Regions from separate parts of the Danio rerio genome. Here region 1 is linked to region 2. A link is a contact called in public Hi-C data. All regions are on one chromosome and are shown on one strand. Each heading gives the region's core, a stretch centred on a gene start, on an enhancer-like site or on the middle of the called end of the contact. The rest is flanking DNA. Distances are from core to core; before and after follow the strand shown. Region 1 holds the start of LOC101885590 (bone morphogenetic protein 7). Region 2 holds the start of rap1gds1 (RAP1, GTP-GDP dissociation stimulator 1).

What was found. Hi-C and Micro-C count contacts between places; a contact is called where the count stands out from the background.
Region 1: a contact with region 2 is called in a Hi-C map of hematopoietic stem cells, with 3 times the contacts expected there. The contact joins the promoter of LOC101885590 here to the promoter of rap1gds1 in region 2. A contact is called at or near these places in 4 of 18 Hi-C or Micro-C datasets (caudal fin, embryo, hematopoietic stem cells and 1 more).

The regions. Positions count from the first base shown.
Region 1 is chr7:75,179,315-75,182,425 of GRCz12tu, reverse strand. It overlaps LOC101885590 (bone morphogenetic protein 7), which reads left to right and starts at 1,300. Exons shown (of 4, transcript XM_005172366.6): 1 at 1,300-1,629. The coding sequence starts at 1,353.
Region 2 is chr7:75,051,214-75,054,393 of GRCz12tu, reverse strand. rap1gds1 (RAP1, GTP-GDP dissociation stimulator 1) reads right to left here and starts at 1,396. Exons shown (of 14, transcript XM_073907561.1): 1 at 1,023-1,396. The coding sequence starts at 1,026.

The DNA of each region.
Region 1 (3,111 bases), core at 51-2,550, 130 kb before region 2:
ATGGGTTCATCAATTTCATTGCAGTCGTGACACACCAACATATCAGTTCAGCAGTTCAGGCCCAGTTATGGGTTATTAAATTGGCTGAGACTTGGCCCAGATGGTCCATGTTTGGCCCTTGCTGGAAACCAGACTTGGTCCAGTCATGTACTGTAATTCATCGTGGCATGTGGGCCAAGCAAAAGCTGGTTGTGTGGGCCAGAGCTGGGCCAGAGACATTTTACTATGTGATGTTTTCAGCCTGATCTCACGAGAAAACGTAAGTATTTTACGTTTTGCCAGTTTAGTGGCTAATTGTACGAATTCGTACGATTTCAGTCGTACGAAATGATACGATTTTAAAAAGGAGGCGTGGCACCTAACCCCACCCCTAACCCCAACCGTTATTGGGGGATAAGCAAATCGTACTAAATTGTACGAATTAGATCGTACGAATTCATACGAATTAGCCACTAAATGAAAAAGTTACGAATTGCCGTGAGATTGTGTTGGATGTTTTATGAACAAATTTCGGGAGGAGCAAGATCAGTCTTTGACAAGGCTAAATTATCACACACACACAATCATTCTATTATCCAATCAGCTCAAGTAATCAGCAAGCCACTATAAATAGTCAAACACGTCATACCTCCGTTTTCCCTCGACTTTACCGTCCTTCCACCACCCCAACTCCACACTATTAAACCAGATACCTATTTTATTCCGAGGGGGGTGCGTTCTGGAGCCGGGCTAGACACTGCGCTCGGACCCTATCTCTCTTCATCCTGATAAGGGGAATAACACGAGTTAGAGCTCAGAGCCCTCTCCCCAGACAGCACCCCAAATATGCATATTCTCTTCAGTCAAATATCTGTGTGAACTTCTGAAGTGGGACGTGTTTTGTAAAATGCAAGCCAAGAAATGAAGCAACAGTGACATCTATTGCTCAAACATGCAGCCAGTTGCAAAATGAGTGTCAAGGTTATGAAGAAAGGCTCGCGCTTGGTACTATGTTTGTGCCAAGAATGCAAACCTTAATAACTGGAGATGCAAAAGAGCACTATCCACTTACATTAAGAAAGGTACGAGCTGAAAAGAGCTCTTGATTCCGGTGAAAAGTACTCGAGCCTCAAAAGAAAAACAAGTGAAAACTGAGAGCACAAAGCCTGTCAAATGGAGTGTGACATTCCTGGCTTTTCTGTGGGAAAGTGGTAATTGCTTCTTTTTTTTTCCTTCCTCACTGTTTGGCTGTTGGTTGCATGGTCCTCCCCACACACTAATGAGTGAACAAGACTCTGCTGTCTACATGACTTGCTGACCAGACTGTGTGGGAGAATAAGAGCTGAATCTATCCGCCCTTTTACTTCTGCAGAATGAGGTCTTCAGCATCCTTTTTACGCTTTCTGGTTTGTCTTTTAGGACTTGGAGGGATCCACGGTTTGGTGTTGATGGAGGATGAAGAGGAGGAACTGGAGGACAGACACCTGAGCAAAGCTATTTTGGAGATGCTGCACATAAATAAGCTGTCAGCGCCTCAGCAGGCAAAACCACACCCCTATATGAGACACGTTTATCAGTCTCTGGACACACAGGCGAGAGAACAGAGCGCTGCTGATGGGATGCTGGTGCAGAGTTTCAGGAGTGTTGAAGGTAAGGGTACATATATTTTTATGCTGACATTCTTTTAAATACTAAATATAGGTTTATTAGGCAAGTCATTGGACAACCTTGAGTATTTGTAAGTAGTTACTGTACTTTACACCACTGCCTATCTGGCTCTTACAGGAACACTGCACGTTTTTGTAAATAGCCTCATTGTATATCTCCTCTAGAGGTAAACAGTTGAGTTGTACCATTTTTGAATCCATTAAGCCGATCTCCGAGTTTTACACTTTTAGCTTAGCTTAGCATAAATCATTGAATCGGATTAGACCATTAGCATCTCACTCATAAATGAACAAGAGTCATTCTGTATTCTGAATCTTCTGTAGTTACATCACTACAAATTCCTTGATTATTATGCCATATATAGTGACAGTATAGTTCCTAGACATGACAGTATAGTTCCTAGCTATATCAGCTTAGAAAATAGCACCTTTTCGTTTTCCGTCAGCCTCAGTACACAATGAAACTAAGGAAGAGTCAAGCTTTTAATAGGAATTTAAGGTATAATTTAATAAAAGGAATAGATTTAAATAGGAATAGATATTAGCAAGATGCTAATGGTCTAATCCGATTCAATGATCTATGCTAAGCTAAGCTAAAAGTGCTCCTGGCAGACGCAGAGATCAGCTGAATGGATATAAAAATTATAAAACTCAACCCTTTAACTTGGGAGTGTAAAATGAGCCTATTTCCAACATAAGCATAGCATTCCTTTAAAAGTTAGCTCAAGTTCATTTCATTCATTCACTTTCTTGTCAGCTTAGTCCCTTTATTAATCCGAGGTTGCCACAGCGGAATGAACCACCAACTTATCCAGCGCGTTTTTACACAGCTGATGCCATTCCAGCCGCAACCCATCTCTGGGAAAAATTAGCTCAAGTTATTTGTTCAAATTTCTATACAGATGCTAATAGTCTAATCTGATTCAATGATCTATTCTACGCTAAGCTGAAAGTGCTCCTGCAAGACCCAGAGATCTGCTGAATGGATTCAAAAATGGAAAAACTCAACCCTTTAACTTGGGCGTGTAAAATGAGCCTATTCTCAAAATAAGCGTAGCATTAATTTAAAATTTAGGTCAATTTATTTGTTCAAATCTCTACAGATGCTAATGGTCTAATCCGATTCAATAATCTATGCTAAGCTAAGCTAAAACTGCTCCTGCAAGACCCGAAGATTGTCTAAATGGATTCAAAAATGGTAAAACTCAACTCTTTAACTTGATGGGTATGTAAGAGGCTTTTTAAAACATTCTCGGAGATAAAACATGGACTGGTTTTTGTATTTAGTAGTGACTAAATTAACTCCAAGAGTGTTATAAATTCCACCACTGCTATCTTCCTGCATCACAGACAAGCGATCACATGTCTGGCTTTAAAAATAATGCAGATCAGTTTATTAGGGAAAGAAATAATTGAATAAAAATGTTTCATTATCCTAAATTGAAGTTACAGAAGATGCGGATAA
Region 2 (3,180 bases), core at 147-2,646:
TTATATGTTTGAGAGTAACGTAATTTCGATTCTCTATATATCCTGATCATGTGGTTGAATTGACAATAAAGCTGACTCTAACTTGACTTTGACTTGAAAAGTTGTCGGTTCATTCCGCTGCGCAGACCCCTGATGAATAAAGAAACTAAGCCGAAAAGAAAACAAATAAGCAAATATAAAACCAACGTTAACTCAATGTGCCAACTGAGATAAAGCTGGCTGTATATTCGCACAATTCGTTCAGTAACTAGTGTCTCTAAATTGTTCACAATGCTACTATTCGTTCTGACTTCAAGACGTTAATATGATTTCCCCGATTTTAAATTAGCAAACAATACAAATCTGAAATTATATGATTATATAACAAATATATATATAACCACACTAGTGTATCAGGATAAATATTTCTGATTCCCCAGCCCATCCCACCATCACAACATTGAGCGTATGTCTGCTTACATGTGACCTCCTTTTCTGCAGACTCACCATCTTACAATTGCATGATTCTTCACATTTATTTTCAATCACACACACACACACACAAGCAGATCCAGCTACAAATCTCCCAAAAATCTAGTTCACATATTGGTGTCAGGTATTACATCACAAGCTGTCAATCACACTCAGAAATATGAACTGATCGATTACTGTGTATCTGAATGAAGCTATAGTTGCAAACACAAATCTCGAAAGCTGTTTTTAAGCTAATGTCTATCACCTCAGCAAAACAAGACGACTATAATTAGCCCAAAAGATGAAGGATGCAGGATGATGAGCATGTGTTTGTGAATGATCCATGGCAACGTTACATCACAACCTCCCGAAAATGAAGATGAGTTTCTGCAGGGTCTGAATAACATGACGATTTGAACAGACATGCTTTGATTTTTGTATGTTAGCTCAACATCCTCATTACTACCTAACACACACACATACACACGCACATTTAACGTTACTAGTGTGTGTTTATTATTTATAAAATCTTGTAACATCTGTAAATATGCTAGTTTTGCTTGACTTACCCATCTGGCTAGCGTTTGTTATAGTCCAAACGGTCTCGGACAGTAGTCTCTGGAGGATTGGCTGTGCTGGTTGTGTCTCGAGGCGGGTACTGGATCGGTTTTGGTTCGCTTGTCAGACAGATATCCGGGCAAGGCCCACCTTAACCCACGCTGCTCCGGTGAAAACAGCCTCTGGAGCTCCTGGTGTGCCGGGGAGACGCATACACCCGGGACAAACCCCTCTGTGTGATAGCGGGGATTACGTAATATTTTTTAATAGGCGACCAGGACGAAAGCTCATGTGCATCAAAATAAAAAAATCCAGGTTCGCTTCAGATATACTTCCTTCTAGTGAGCAAACCGTCTGGTTCTCTGCACAGCAGACAGACGAGAGCGCTGAAGCCCCTCCTTCCTCGCAGCTCATTGGCTTGTGAGAAGTGCAGCAGGTTCTTGTCTGTGCGGTGATTGGTATACTGGGTTCTCAATAAAAATTTCAAACCACGCCCTCTAATGCTTTGATCGAATCTGATAGTTATGTTACAACTCAAATGAGAAATGAGAAGTGTGTGAGTCGTTTACGCGAATCGGTTCTTTGGAACAGGGCTGCAAAAATGAATCGTTTGTATAACATCAGTGTATTACTTGGTAAGTAAAGAATTAAACATACACAAAAATGATTCGTTTGTATAACATCAGTGTATTACTTGGTAAGTAAAGCATTAAACATACACAAAAATGATTTGTTTGTGTAACATCAGTGTATTACTTGGTAAGTAAAGCATTAAAAATACACAAAAAGGCCTAATTTGTGTAACATCAGTGTATTGCTTGGTAAGTAATGCATTAAACATACACAAAAAGGCCTAATTTGTGTAACATCAGTGTATTACTTGGTAAGTAAAGCATTAAACATACACAAAAAGGCCTAATTTGTGTAACATCAGTGTATTACTTGGTAAGTAAAGCATTAAACATACACAAAAATGCCTAATTTGTGTAACATCAGTGTATTACTTGGTAAGTAAAGTGTTAAACATACACAAAAATGCCTAATTTGTGTAACATCAGTGTATTACTTGGTAAGTAAAGTGTTAAACATATGCAACAATGATTAATTTGGTAAATAAAGTGTTAAACATACACAAAAATGAATAATTTTGTTAAATAAAGCATTGAACATACACAAAAATGATTAATTTGTGTAACCCCAATGTATTACTTGGTAAGTAAAGCGTTAAACATACACAAAAATGCCTAATTTGTGTAACTTCAGTGTATTACTTAGTAAGTAAAGTGTTAAACACACATAAAAATGATCCATTTGTGTAACATCAGTGTATTACTTGGTAAGTAAAGCATTAAATATACACAAAAATGCCTAATTTGTATAAGATCAGTGTATTACTTGGTAAGTAAAGCATTAAATATACACAAAAATGCCTAATTTGTATAAGATCAGTGTATTACTTGGTAAGTAAAGCATTAAATATACACAAAAATGCCTAATTTGTATAAGATCAGTGTATTACTTGGTAAGTAAAGCATTAAATATACACAAAAATGCCTAATTTGTATAAGATCAGTGTATTACTTGGTAAGTAAAGCATTAAACATACACAAAAGTGCCTAATTTGTGTAACATCAGTTTATTACTTTGTAAGTAAAGCATTAAACATACACAAAAATGAATCGTTTGTGTAATATCAGTGTATTACTTGATAAGTAAAGTGTTAAACACACATAAAAATGATCCATTTGTGTAACATCAGTGTATTACTTGGTAAGTAAAGCATTAAATATACACAAAAATGCCTAATTTGTATAAGATCAGTGTATTACTTGGTAAGTAAAGCATTAAACATACACAAAAATGAATCGTTTGTGTAATATCAGTGTATTACTTGATAAGTAAAGCGTTAAACATACACAAAAATGCCTAATTTTTGTAACATCAGTGTATTACTTGTTAAGTAAGGCGGCAAACATACACACACATATATAAATATATAGTTAGCTGTTTATATACTAAAACTCATTTATTCCTTTATTCATTCGTCTTGTAAGTTTACTTTCAATGAACTCACATTTATACTCATGAACTGGTGAACTCTATTGTTACACACATGTAGAAAACAGTACTGTAGGTATGAGTGTCAACTAGTTTTAGTCACACCACTCA